2 separate regions of the Sus scrofa genome follow, and region 2 is linked to region 1. A link is a contact called in public HiChIP or PLAC-seq data. All regions are on one chromosome and are shown on one strand. The core of a region is the stretch at or near the end of the contact, and the rest is flanking DNA. Distances in the headings are between cores, read along the strand shown.

Region 1 (2,700 bases), core at 45-2,544:
ATAGACTGGGGGAGGATGTCCACTCCACCTCAGAACAAACCAGAAGACTCCGATTACCCGCCTCTTGAGTTTCTCTTTGACAATTCTGGACTATGCAACACTCTTTTTTGTAAAGAGGGCCCCAGCAGAAACAAACGTTTTTCTGCACTGCTGCAAATCCAATGAGAAAAATGCAAATCTCAGATCTCCCTGTGGACAGTAGGGCTAAGGTTACAGTGAAAACTGATCCCCAGCACAAACTTCCTGACTAATCCTCTTTGCCTCTACCCGCTTTCCCGACTCACAATAATGATGTCCTTCAGTTCGTACCCCACCCCCAACAGCACACCTGTTATTGCAAACCTATAATAACAGAGTATAGATTTCCCCAGGGAAATGGCAAAAGAACTCAAGGTATTTATCTGTTGGCAAAACTGTGCCTCCCTCTGAGACTGTTGTATGTACACAAATATTTCTCTGCACATGAATCACAGCATTTTCCAGCTGGAACAGACCTTGAGGATAATCTAGGGGACCTTCTCATAAATAGATACAGAAACACAGGCCCAGAAAGGAAAATTTACCTCAGGTTACAGAACCAGTTAGGAATAAATCAATTAATGCCCTCTGGCCAAACCAGGCTTGCCTTGATCACACGCTTTGTCAACAACTCCAAGGTCTTTTTTTTTAATAGACCTAATTTTTTAGAGCAGTTTTAGATTTGCAGCAATATGGAGTGGAAGCTACACCCATACACCACCCTGTCCCCACATAGGACTCCAAGTCCTTCTAAGTTTCTTAGTAACTCCAGGGCAGTATATGGAGGTTAAACCCAGTTAATATCTTTTTCCCTCTCTTTGTCAGATGTTTTACAAGATGAGATACCAGACAAGAGATGGTATCCTATAGGGGTCCCATTAGGAAGACCTTCACAAATGTCCCCATTCTCCTGTAACCAAAAGACATTTATTTACTTCTCCCCAGCAACTAATGCAATCTCCTTTCTTTTGACAATGGGTCTTGCCTTCTTTGGCAATATTACTTTTCTTTCCTAAATTCTGGAATTTCTCCACCTCTGCCTCCCCCCTGGGGTCCGTCTCACATAGTCTCTTTTAGTCCACAGCATAGCTGTTGATTATTTTGAAACAGACCATGTCTCTTTCCTAACATTTATCTTCAGTTTTCTCAAAATCACTGGGTCATCCTGGCATTCTTATTAGTCTGTGGTTGCATTTCAACAGTCTCCCACAAACTGAATGACAGAAATGTCCAACGATATTCAATAAGTTGAACATTTTCATCATGCTCCATTGTCTCAGGCAAGGAAAGCACATGTTCAGGATGAGTCATCTCATTTCCTGCCAACAGTCATTGGCAGGCAAACTGTGCCTTCCTTTAGTTTGTCACTTCTTGGTCTCAGACATTTAAATTTTAAATCTTAAATCATAAGAGTTTATGACTTTAATCAAATCTGTAATTCTTATAAGCAAAGGCCTTGTTTGTATCTGATAACAGAGGTACATGTGAAATATATATAAGCAATTCAGAAATTTAGCATTGCCAAGGATTGTCTTAGCCTCATTTGTTTTTCAATAGGTGTCAACATGGTGCTTGATACTTTCAGATGACCTAATTTAAGAGGGATAATCTTAAACATTTTCCTGATTTACATCCATCCAAAATTTCAGCAATGTTAGCTACTTTATATAGTACTGTACTTCAGTTTTGATGAATGGAAAAGTCAAAACATCAAGCCCAAAGTCATGAGGCATCAATGGAGAACAAGGACCAGAGTATGTATCAAGGTCACCTAACCAGTGAACCAAAATCTAGCAACACATCTTGCAGTATTTCATGATAGATCCCCAAATTGTCACTACTACACTCTCTACTTAACCAAGTTCCCCTTCATTACTCTCCATGCCATTTTTCCTAAGGGTTCCCAAATGTTAAGCAGAGCACTCTGTTTCACCTAGCCTCTCAGGACCCTCCTGTCCCGCATCACCCAAGATCTACCTACTCCTCAATTTTACCCTCCATTCACAATGAGATAGCAAGAAAAAGGATGAGCCACAAAAAGGCTACACCTCCTTGATTTAGTCTTTCTTGTTTTTAATTATTGCAAAGAGACACAGTATGATTTAATGGAGAGAATAATGGATTTGGTGTCAGAAAACCCAAGATGGAGTCTGGTTCTGTTACTTGACAGCTCTGTGACTTGGAAAAAGACACTGAAATGAATTAATCTTAAATTAATCCTCTAGAACTTCACTTTCCTCATCTCTAACATGGGTATGGCACCCTGGTTTACTGTGAGGTGCAAAATCCATTGAATGCACTGTTTAAATGCACGTTAGTGTTATGTGTATATAAAAAGTGTGATGCTGGATACCTCTAACCCCTGAGGGCAAAGTGGCACTAATGGGCCTATTAGGGATTCAGTGATAATAGCTGATAATCATGTCTCCATGATCTCAGATTTTTTCCCTAAAAGTCTTCATTGGGAGAATTGAGAAGGAACAAATAACTGTGCTAGATGAAAGAAATTTGTTTGAAAGTTTATTTCTCCTTTTTAACCTACCTTTTAATGTGAGCAGTTTAAATTTCCAACCAAATAAAACTGATGCTTTGGGAAGATGTGACAATTTACCACATGTTTTTTAATGCCCTCTGGAACTGTACTCTATGGTACCATCGTGGCACTGATTGTACACCTCTGCC
Region 2 (2,708 bases), core at 205-2,704, 290 kb after region 1:
CCCGAAGTCTCTGCCTGGCCGGAATCCCGCCACCCTCCCCTCTCTGCCCTCTCCTCTCCTGGCTCCAGCTTGCTTCCCTTCTTTCCACCTCACAGAAAGCTGGATTGATTTCTCATTTTTCCACTCAAGAGCCAAACCTGTGAACAGGTTTCCTACTCCTAACACCCTCAACTCCCCAGACCCACCCCTCCGAAGGGTCCTTAGTACCCAAGTTGCCAGAACCTCACCTTGTCTGGCCCAGGTGCTGCCCTCTTCAGGCAGAGTTGGAGGTGCTGCGGAGAAGCCGGTGACCGTGCGGCTGCGAAAGCGGTTGTTGGTGTGCGTGTGGATGCGGATGCGAGTGTGGATGCGGATACGGGTGCGGGTGCGGATGCGGATGAGGGTGGATCTGCTGCGGCTGAGGCTTGGGTTGTGGCTGGGGCCTGGGTTGGAGCTGTGGCTGGGCTTGGGACTGGGGCTGAGGCTGGGGCTGAGGCTGGGGTTGGGCTTGGGGTTGAAGCTGCGGCTGCGGGGGCTGCTGCTGGACCAGGTGCTGCTGCTTCTGCCGCGTGGACTTGACCGCCAGGATGGCCTGTCGATTCTTGTACTGCACCATCTGCAGCGTGATTTCGGCGTTCCACCCCTGGTCTTGCGGGCACCGAAAGTCGATCTCCTTGCCCTCAGCCATCACCACAGTGAAGTACATATACTTGCCCTTGCGCTCTACGCAGTCCACGGTCTTCATGTTGGAAAAGTGCAATTCCTTGAGCTTGACTGGCGGCTCAAGGCTGGCCACAGCGGGGCCCCCGGATTGGGACGGCTCAACCGACCCCTGACCGGGTTGTTGCTGCTGCTGCTGCTGCTGCTGGTGTTGCAGCTGCTTGGGCGGGATGAGCAGCAGCCCCTCCTCGGTGAGAATGCAGCACTTTTTCTTCCAGAGCTGCAGCAACCCGTCGCTGCGCTTTTCCAACACACCCTCCTTCAGCGCCTTGCAGCCGCTGCTTTCCAACATCCTCCCGGCATAGGGCGAGCCGCCGATCGGCTCGGCCTCTCTACTTCCAGCTGCCCTGGCCGGGGGCAGCAGCAGCAGCCGCGCGCCGTCCTCGCCCCAGCGGCTCCCGCGGCCACCCGCCCGGAGCGCGCAAAAGAGGCTAACGCGCAGGAAGCAGAGAGGCTGTGGCGGCGGCGGCTCGGGGTCGGGGCAGCAAGGTAGCCGCGTCCTGATGCGCCACAAGGTCCCAGAGCTGCGAGCCGCCGGGCCTCTGCCTTCCTCCTGCAAGCGCTCACTGAAGGGCACTGGCCGGGCCCCCTCGCGGCGCTTTTGAATGGACCATCCCCCCCACCCCCGAGTGACACCCAGCGGAAAAGGCGGCTCCTGGCGCCCGCGCCGCGGGGGAAAGCCCAGCTCTGAAAGGCGCTCTGCCGCCGGCGTACGCCTCATTAACTTGGGGCCTTTCCAAAGCCGGCCGCGTCCACGCCCCCCCGCATCCCTCGCTCCGCCTCTCGCCGCCCACTGGCTTCCGCGCTCCTTGGCCGGGATCGCTGCAGGGCCCTGAGCCCCGGAAACTCCTCTCCTCCGCCTGGGGCCACAGCCGCCCGGCGAAGAATGCCGACGCGCAGAGGGTGCTAAGAGGCCATCCCCAGCCCTCCCTCCTCTCCTCCCGGTGGGGCGCTCTGCTAACAGCTTCAGAAAATGTTGGGACTACGAGGGTGGGTACAACTACCAGACACTGTCTAGTATGCCAATCCTCTGCCCTTGGGAACCAGCCCTGGGGATTCGCGCTGGGCTCCAAGATCCCGTAGAGCCCGCGTCCTGGCCCAGGCGAGTTGGGAGGCTGAGGGTGAGGCTCGCGAGCCGAGAAAGAGTGCCCCCCTTCCGTAAAAATCTCAGCGCACAAAGGCAGTGAGGACAGGGTGTCTTCACGCTCATTCGCTTACGGTCACTAACTAGCCCTTCTTGGAGCTGAGTGGCGATACTTGAGGCAATAGCGCTACCGTCTGTCCCGTTTGGAAGAGGTAGGGGAAAGAGACCCACTTGAGACCTCACCTTCCTTTACTCGGGCCAGGAGCTCAGGCAGGAGCCTCTCTTCACCCGTTCGCAAGCTCTCTAAATTCCTTCTTAACCCATCCGTACAGCCTACAGTATCTCACACATATTTGAATGTGAATTTGTAACTCGTCTTACAAACCCAGGAAATGACCCGCATATTTCAAGGCGGTCGAGCCCTCCAAAACCTGCAGGTTGGCCCTGCGGGCCCCTCTTTGCAAACGCCCAACGGTTTAGATCACTTGTGACCTCATTTACCAGTAATGTGGGGAAGGAAATGCTGCACTCGCCCCTAGCTCCCTTCTACTCCGTTTAAACAATTTCTATAAATTCTGGGAAACATAGCAGAATAAAGAGCATAAACTGAGACCAAAGCTCTTGGGGAAATGTATTAAGTACACAGAGAACCCCAACTAGGTAACGATCTTAAAAATATGAAGAACTACACAAATTAAAAAATAAATAGGAACAAATGTCTTAAACATACCTCAGATAGGTAGTGTTTGATAAGTACTTATTGAACACTTATTTGTTCATGACCCTGTTCTAAGTGTTGGGGATAGTGTTTTAACATAATAAAGAAAAAAATGCCAAAAACAAACCAATAAAAAAGAAATCGGGGTGGACAAGTCAGAGTGGCCCAGGTAAGAGGAAAGGCTGCTCCTTGAGCACAAGGACAAAG

What was found. HiChIP or PLAC-seq counts read pairs in DNA pulled down with a chosen protein or histone mark.
Region 2: an H3K27ac HiChIP or PLAC-seq map of alveolar macrophages shows a contact between it and region 1. The contact joins two enhancer-like sites. A contact is called at or near these places in 2 of 47 Hi-C or Micro-C datasets (embryonic fibroblasts and heart right ventricle) and 2 of 2 datasets of contacts at active chromatin or transcription factors (alveolar macrophages and skeletal muscle).

The regions. Positions count from the first base shown.
Region 1 is chr5:39,021,762-39,024,461 of Sscrofa11.1, forward strand. The region is part of intron 1 of LOC102163684 (a long non-coding RNA gene); the gene reads left to right. Among named protein-coding and RNA genes, the nearest start is that of KRR1, 200 kb to the left of the region's middle. Within about 2 kb of position 1,295, at least 4 of the 83 cell types and tissues checked have an H3K27ac peak or open chromatin away from gene starts, as enhancers often do. A contact at or near this core is called in alveolar macrophages, where this site is marked.
Region 2 is chr5:39,314,342-39,317,049 of Sscrofa11.1, forward strand. PHLDA1 (pleckstrin homology-like domain family A member 1) reads right to left here. Exons shown (of 2, transcript XM_021092050.1): 1 at 228-2,708. The coding sequence starts at 1,420. The coding sequence ends at 254. Among named protein-coding and RNA genes, the nearest start is that of PHLDA1, 3.6 kb to the right of the region's middle. Within about 2 kb of position 1,455, at least 71 of the 83 cell types and tissues checked have an H3K27ac peak or open chromatin away from gene starts, as enhancers often do. A contact at or near this core is called in alveolar macrophages, where this site is marked.